Linked DNA regions of Gossypium raimondii: region 2 is linked to region 1. The links are chromatin contacts, called in public Hi-C maps. All regions are on one chromosome and are shown on one strand. The core of a region is the stretch at or near the end of the contact, and the rest is flanking DNA. Distances in the headings are between cores, read along the strand shown. Region 1 holds the start of LOC105776754. Region 2 holds the start of LOC105777456 (haloacid dehalogenase-like hydrolase domain-containing protein At2g33255).

What was found. A called contact is a pair of places that touch in the nucleus more often than the background predicts.
Region 2: a Hi-C map of leaf shows a contact between it and region 1, with 3 times the contacts expected there. The contact joins the promoter of LOC105777456 here to the promoter of LOC105776754 in region 1. A contact is called at or near these places in 2 of 2 Hi-C or Micro-C datasets (both in leaf).

What each region holds. Positions count from the first base shown.
Region 1 is chr10:41,832,251-41,836,343 of ASM2569854v1, reverse strand. LOC105776754 reads left to right here and starts at 2,688. Exons shown (of 6, transcript XM_052621625.1): 1 at 2,688-4,093. The coding sequence starts at 3,604.
Region 2 is chr10:41,991,333-41,995,791 of ASM2569854v1, reverse strand. It overlaps LOC105777456 (haloacid dehalogenase-like hydrolase domain-containing protein At2g33255), which reads left to right and starts at 1,586. Exons shown (of 6, transcript XM_052622730.1): 1 at 1,586-2,014; 2 at 2,969-3,005; 3 at 3,449-3,509; 4 at 3,610-3,744; 5 at 3,839-4,010; 6 at 4,151-4,459. The coding sequence starts at 1,594. The coding sequence ends at 4,003.

The DNA of each region.
Region 1 (4,093 bases), core at 1,439-3,938:
TATAGGAAAGTATAGAAAGAGTCTAAGTATGTCTATCCTTAGGCGTAACACCCAATACTTGGATCCAGTTGATTCGGGTCTTGTGGAGGGCGTTACACCGCCTTTAGGACCATGAGACGATGTTTTGTAGGAGGAGCATCGAAATGCAACAAAAGATTGAGATAACTAGTAGGTGGAACAACTACTAGTATAATGGGAACGAGAATATAAGAATTAGGCCTAGTGCCTCGAAGCTGGAATGATGCACTAGGGCAAGCCTTGCGTTGAGTGCATGATGTTGCATGTCCATCATGCTTGAAACAAGCCTTGAGTGGGGCGAACGAGCTTGGACCTCGAAATGTCCCTTATGAGCAATGCAATAAGCTAGAAGTGACCCTAAATTGACAAGTGGCCAATAATCGAGTAGTGTCATTGGCTTCCGAAACATGAGATGTGTCAAGCGAGTGTAAACTTGGTGTCTGATTTGACTAAGCTTTGAATCAAGATGCCTTGAGTCTTGGTCCGTTATAATCTGTGCTCAAAGTCACCAATAGAGATACTTGAAACCTCATACGAACATGAATGCTAAACGAGCATCGAGAGAAAATATCCTCCCTTGAGTTAAGTGATTTTCTTCATAATAATAACAATAATAAACTAAATGATTTGTGTAAGAGCCCATTTTTGCCCGGGCCCATACCAACAAAATAACCCAAATAATAAAAACAAAAGCAGTCCGTTTTCAGCAAATTTAAACCCAAAAACTACAAGCCCAAACCCAATAGGCCCAAAAATTAGAAAAACCCTAGCCCACAAAACTTAAAAAAAATTTCAGCCACAGGAAACCCTAGGTGCGCCGCACCTAGGTCTGCCCTGCCGCCGCTCCATCTACGCCGCCACCGCTCGAGACTCGCCTATCACCGGTCGTCCACGCGTCTGACACCTGCGAAAATTAAATACAACAACAGTAAAAAGGCATGCGGGCAATCAAAAAAGATGGACATTAAAGAAGAAGGAGAAGACATTTTTTTCGGCTATAAAAGCCTGAATATAACCTTTGTATTTTTTTTTTACACGCACTTAAGAAATAAAAGGCAGAACAGAGGTTTTTTAAAGGTTGAACTTTTACTGTTTTCTTTTTATTTATTTATTGATATTTATTTATCTTTTCCTATATTACATTTCAATTTTTTTATATAAGATACTGACTTGCTTTAATAAATTATTTATTATTATTATTTATCTTTTATGATAAGATGTATTATACATGTCAAATATTATAAATTGCTTTCTACAATTTCCTTTTAAATCGTCATTTTATCTTTATTTTGAGTTCATTTTATGTATTATTTAGTTAAATTTATTTTATTATTTAAAATTGTTTTATACCTCTTTTAAACGCAAATTATTTATTAAAAATGTTTTATTTGTTTTTTTCCGTTTCGAAGATTTTTCCTTCACATTACTTATCTTATACTTTTATATATATACATTATTTGTTTTATCTTTTATTTATATATATATATATATCTTTTTTTTATATTATTAACCTTAAATTTCTTTGTTTGCATTATATATTTTAAACTCATCATTATTATTTTAAATATGTTTTTGCATTTTATTTGGTTTTAATTTGCTTTATACCTTCTAAATTATTGTTTAATTTATTGGTCTTTATTTATCGATGTTTGAATTTAAATAATGAATGTTGTGAGATTATTACCTTTGTGTATAATTTAATTCGTTTATTCGTTTTCATATTATTGGCGTTCACTTGCATGGTATTGTATTCATGTATTATTGTCTCGTGCACGCTACCATATTTTATTTCATGTCATTGCATCATGGATGTTTCAACGTTTTCGTTCGATATAACCTATCTCGTTTTACTCCCAAACAAAATAAATGTACGTTTTTAAGTGTTATATTCAGGAAGAGTAAAAAAGATTTTCTAAACGAGGCAATATTTTGCGTTTGGAAATTCAAGAAAGCATGCCCTAACGTGCTGAGTTTCGATTTCTCGTTTGACCAAATAGCCAAAAATCCTTTTAAAACTTCAAAGTATGGGTTTTTGAAACCATAAGGTGATCTAGGTTTCGATGGTTTAGAGTATCGTGTCCTAACGTGCTGGATGTGATATTCCTTCGGAACAAGAGAATCTTAAATTTCAATTTATGTTATTCGAGTTTTTTTTTTAAGGATCGTATTTTTAAAACTCTTCAAAGTTTTCAATCTTCGACACTAAGACACCAATTAATCAACCAGGTACCAATTTTTGGGCGTTACGAGGGTGTTAATCCTTCCTCGTACGTAACCGACTCCCGAACCTATTTTTCTGAATTTCGCAGTCCAAAAGCATTATTTTAATAAATCTAAATTTTTTATTAAAAACAATCGTTTTCAAAGTGACCCGATCACACCTCATTAAAAAAGATTGGTGGCGACTCCCATATTCGTTTTTGTTTTCAAAACCCAAATCGACCCGTTTTATACAAAAAAATGGTGTCAACAATTTGCATTAAATTTAGGTTTCGAATACCACTCACCTTATTAAAATAAATAACAATAATAAAAAAATATAATTCTCCAAGGTTTTGAATATACCCCCACCTGTCATCTAATTGACCACCTGGCTGGCTCCAGCAAGCTTTCCATATGTATTTTTATATAAAATAGATAGTTAGAGATTTATAGTCCCAAGAAATTAGTGTCACAGTTTTCTGTGGCAAATCCAACCTCTAAAATCAGAGCCGAAATTCGGGTGGCTCACCTTACCTTACTAAAAATAACGCCAATTTCAACCGTATTGCCTTTGGGGTTATCATCTCTTTCCCATTACTCTCATCTTATCTTTCTTTTCTTTTCCCCTTTCTAGCATTTGTCTTTTTAGTGTAAGAAATATAGTAAATTAGGAATGTTGAATTTTTTTATATACATAGTTATTCAATGGGGTTCTTTTCTTTTTTAATTTCTTGACTTGGTTTAGCATCCATTCTCTAGACTACAAGTTCACTAAGAATTGATCAGATAAGATTGGCAGTTGGTTTAGTTGCTTTTTCCAGTTTCAGAATCATTAAAAACAAAGCAAGTCAAAAACAATAAATTATTAGGTGAACTTCATGTGAGAATGCTTTTAAGTCCTTTACTCAAAAAAGGAATCACGTGCATCTTTGTTTATACTTGACTTTGTTATCAATCCAAGTTAATTTTCTTCTTCAATCTCTACCAATTCTAGTTTAACTGATAAAAATATGTTCTGCTTTTTTGTTTTCCCCCCTTGGGGTATTTTTTGAAATGATAAAAGGTAAGAGAGTTTTGAGCAAGAAGTATTTCTTCTTCAATCTCAAATTGATTCTCAATTCTAGTTTTCCCCCCTTGGGGTATTTTTTGAAATGATAAAGGTAAGAGAGTTTTGAGCAAGAAGTGAAGAAAAATGAAGAAAAGTTGAAGGATACTTGAGATTGCAGGCACAAACATATGGGAGAGTTTATTTTACTTTGTCATTAATGTTGGAAATCAATTTGAGTTTATTTTAATATTTTTTTCTGTTCACCAGCTCACTGGCACAGACTTCTATAATCTCATTTAGGCAAATACAGATTAGTACTTAAGGTTCCTGAAGAAATGCTTCAAAGAAGCTCATCCACCCCAGTTTTTGGATCCCTTATCTTCCCTTTTACCGATAGTCCAAATAAAGATCTTGATGCTACTTACAGGTTACTTCAGGGCAACCATGGTGGAAAACTCGACTCCCATTGTCAAGAAAGCCTCAACTTGACATCTTTTTCACATAATTCATCTTCTGAGTCTCATTCAGCTTCAGGGTTGTTTGAATTCAATCCAGAATCGGGTGGTTTTCGCCTTAAAGGCTTTCGAAGAGCCAAGTCTGAAGGTAGCATAGAAAGATTAGATTATAGATCTTGTGATATAGCTCAGTTTCTAGATCCCAGAACACCAAAGAGATCTTTTCATAGGCATCATATAACAATGTTGCATAGTGCACCATCTTTTTCGATATTCAATGAAGGGGTTGAAGATGGAAAACTAGGGGAGGAGTCATTGGAGAGAACAGTTACAATTGGTGAGAACATTGATGCTGTAGGGAATCCAGATT
Region 2 (4,459 bases), core at 337-2,836, 160 kb before region 1:
TTGGTCCCTTCGCTGGCTCGTTGAATCCAGAAATGAATTGCATGTAGAACCAAATGACAAAAATGAATGAAAATAATGAAGTTAGAGAAATAAATCGCATTCACGAACATGTTTTCTCACAAGTATAGAAATGACTTGAGAATTAATTTAAAGTTTTTAAATTATTATTTAATCAACCCGATAAACATATATAATTGGACCATTCTTTGAGATAATTAATTTGCAAAGACTATAAATAGAAATAGAAGATCCAAAGTTGCACTTAAGAGACTTTTTCTGATTTTTTGGGCAAACTGAATATGCTAAACCTTTCTTTTTTACAATCAAAATAACCATGTAACTCTCATTTTTTTTAGCCCCTCCATCACCAATACATGACACAACACTTATTTTCCAAAATCTACTCTAATTTTCCTCTCTATCACCACATCTCGTTTTATTATATTGTAACATCTCCTTAACTAAACAAAAGAACGCTTTATACAAAGAAAATTGTTAAAAAAGTAGCGAGTACAATGAATTGAGCTCATTTCTTGGAATCGTTTCCATTGAATTATCATTCTGTAATACTTCAAAAGTATAGTACAACTGTCATTTATCCAATGACTTGTAAGGCAGCTAAGTCGTTAAATTTTTAATTACCTGGGAGTCCTTCCTTGACATCTTGTCTATTTGACATGCAAGTACGAGTTCTCTAAGGGAAATCCTTTGATGCTTTTCTGCATATGAAGGCAATGCACTTGTAAAGCACGTAGGCCAACTACCAAACGCTAAATTATTGAAACTTAGAAAAAGACCAACATCTTCAGTCCAGGCTATGTACAAACAAGTGTGTAATGACACTGTCGAGGAAACAAACCTTCAACCCAACTCGCTGCTGCATATGGGTGGAGGAAATATGATGCAAAGCTGCAATTGGTGTACAGAAAACTATTGTTAAGTATAATACAGATAGGAATCTTGATCTTCAACCCTGCATCTATAGAATTCATAATAAAAGTATTATTACAGTAGACGAAGATGATATTATCATCCCATGCGGACATTACTCTTATTTTAGAAAGTTGCATCTTTCATCTTCAATTATTATGAAAGCATAAGGAGTACATGAAAAACATGTCAATGCAGTATTGAATTGAGTTAGTCTTTTTAAACGCATAGCAAACAGTTCATGCCTGCAAACCATAATCTAAGTTGCTTCTTTGATTCTCTTCTTTTCTAAACCGTAATCAGCTTCATCAATCTCTCCAAGGGAAAGAAAACTTGCCTTCATTATAATCAACGAGGTAGCATAAACAATGACACAACTGAACAAATAGAAATTAAAACTCTCTCTTGTGGTTTCTCCTCTTTGAAAATGGAAGAAATTCTTCTTGTCGCTGTTATTTGCGAGGCCAGACATGTTTGCAGAGCTCTAGTTTCGGCTGCTGAAAAAACGGTAACAGAAGAGCACTTTGCGTAGTTTAAGGTTTTGGTTCTTTTCTGCAAGTCGTTTTGTCCTATACGCTGTGCCGTTTCACACTATTTTCGCCTCTATTTTTTTTGTGGCTTTTATTTAGAGCTAATAATTTCACCGCCACACATTGATGACTGATGATTCACATCAATCGCCCACCAAAATCCAGAAACCCCCAAAGCCTCAATCCCATAAATAGCCTCCAAAATCCATCCTTCTCTCAATCTCGAATGCCTTCATTTCTCTCCAAATCCTTCCTCCGCTTGCCCCCCAAATCCCTTCTTTTTCCCATGTCCACTGTCGCAGCAGCCAAATCCCGCCTCCGCGGCGTCGTTTTCGATATGGATGGCACCCTCACCGTCCCTGTCATCGACTTCGCCGCAATGTACAAGGCTGTCCTCGGAGACGTCGAGTACAAGCGAATCAAAGCTGAAAACCCCTCTGGGATTGATATCTTGCACCACATTGAGAGTTGGAGTCCCGAAAAGCAGCAAGAAGCTTACAAGATTATTGCTGATTTCGAAAAACAGGGCCTTGATCGCCTCCAAATCATGCCTGGTTAGTTTTTGGTGGCTATTAAAGTGAAAGGGAAATGTCAGGGTCATGTTAATTATTATTTGATTTTGTTTGATGATTTGGTTCTGTCACTTTCAAGTTCAGTTTTCAAGTTATATACTTGAATAGGATTAAAATGCAAGGATACCCTTTTGAAGAGGAAATCTGCTTCTTTCGTACATACTCGAATACACACAAATATACACAATTTTGTTAATATATAATATTTTTTTTGAACATATGGAAACATTTAAAAAGTAAACAAGAATACCCATTTTTATTTTGAACTCATCCTTGTTTGACAATCAATCTGAGTCCATGTAATATGGATATGCAGTGTGGTTTCTTGTTTTGTGTTTCATTGAATTAGTTGGTATCAATTATAGAACATGAATATCTGTCCATTATTATTTGGAAAATGTACTTATGTTTGTGGGGTTTAAGGTAAAATTAGCTGATGGATTGTTCAGTTGCAGAGTGTTGAAATTCATGTATCCTTCAAGAAGATTAAAGAAGATTGAAAGAATGTCAATGGAGAGAATTGTACTCTGAATTTTATTGATGAAATCTGAAAAACTTGCTTTTCTTTTCATCACTCAATGTATTTGTGAACACAACAATTAAAATAACTGTGAAAAACTTGGGTTTAAGAATATCATTAGCTAGCAACTTCATATGCTTTGTTTTTGGGCAAATGTAGATATCTTTCATAGTTTCCCAATAGTTACAACGTAGCAAACATTTGGGAGCATTTTCATATGAGGTTTCCATTGATTTATTTTCATTTGATGTTTGTCTTGGATTTTGCCTTTGTGCTTGCTGGGGCTCTCTCCTTTTAAGTTGAGATTTAGCAACCGCAGTTCTCTATCTTTCAGCTGAAGAGCTTCATTTATTTTCCATTTTACATGCTAACCAATTTAAGCTTGTGACATTTGGTTGATAATGTTGTAGGTGCAGCTGAACTCTGTGGGTTTCTTGATGCAAAGAAAATACGGTCAATTTTTGCTCCTACAATTATCTATTTTTCATATTAAGATACCTATTGGTATTATAGTTATTGCCTCGCACCAGATCACTGAGCTTCCATGTATGCTCCATGTGGCTTGACTGTTGGGCTCCCTATTATTTGGACTTAGGTACGAGTGCCCGATACAAGTATGTATCCAACATGGGTATATTCTTTTTCTAAGATCCTCTTTGTGTTTGGAGGATTCTTAGAGATAATCGTATCTCCATATCCATGTCCAAGCACAAGTACTTAAAGAAAATTGAAGAGTTGAAACACAATAGGTTGGACCAACCACTATAGCTATAAATAGCATTTTGGTTTGCTGTGTTTAATTTTTCTGTAGTACTTAGGATTTTAATCTGTCAACCTTTCTTTTTTTCATGGTGGTGTTTTTAGATGCTAACCTTAGTTGCTTCCATTTATTTCAGAAGGGGACTAATCACTCGCAATGTCAAAGATGCAGTTGATCTGTTTCATCAACGATTCGGAGTAAGTTATCTGAAGCATGAACTGAACCATTCTGAGCTTTTTTTTTTTTTGGTTAGATTGGGAGACAAATGAATGTTAATCTAACATTCATAGTTTTCAGATGATGTTTTCTCCGGCTCTAAGCCGAGAGTTTCGTCCTTATAAACCGAGCCCTGCTCCTCTGCTTCATATATGTTCGACTTGGGACGTTCAACCAAATGAAGTCATGATGGTTGGTGATAGTCTTAAAGATGATGTGAGTGTTCTCTTCAAAAGCAAGGATACTAAATAATGAAGAAAAAACTGATTATCCATCTCATTTATTATCTTCATACGACATGTATTTGCAGGTGGCTTGTGGGAAAAATGCAGGAGCATTAACATGTTTGCTTGATGAAAAGGGGAGATATGGCTCTCAAGACTTCGCCAACTTGGATCTAACACCAGATTTCAAAGTGTCTTCCCTGATTGAAGTTCATTCTCTTCTGAAATCTAACTTTGACTTAACACCCTGATTTCCCGGTAAAGGTCCTACACTAGATTTATCTGATAGCCTTTTTTACCTTAAGAAAGAAAGATTTTAACAGTTGAGGAACACTTGAAAAGTGGAAAACAGTAAGGAACTGAACTTTGGTATAAGATGCTGCTTTGTTTATCTGTAGGGAGCAAAAAGAGAGATCTTTTGTAGCTGGATAACCAAGGGGTTTTGTGTGTTGTTGAACAAGGAGCATGCTGGTATGTATTTTATTCTTGGTACCTTTGTTGTTCATTTAGATGTTCTACTGTAAAGAAATATTAGGCAGAAAGTCCCTCTTTGTTAATCTTTTTTTCATTGGCGAATTCAATTATGTTAAAGAAGGAATATCTTTGTGAAATACCCATTACTCTCAAATGCTGATCCCCAACCAGAAAATTAGGAGTGTGAAAGCTGAATAAACCGAATTGACTTAATTTTAGGTATTTATAGTTTT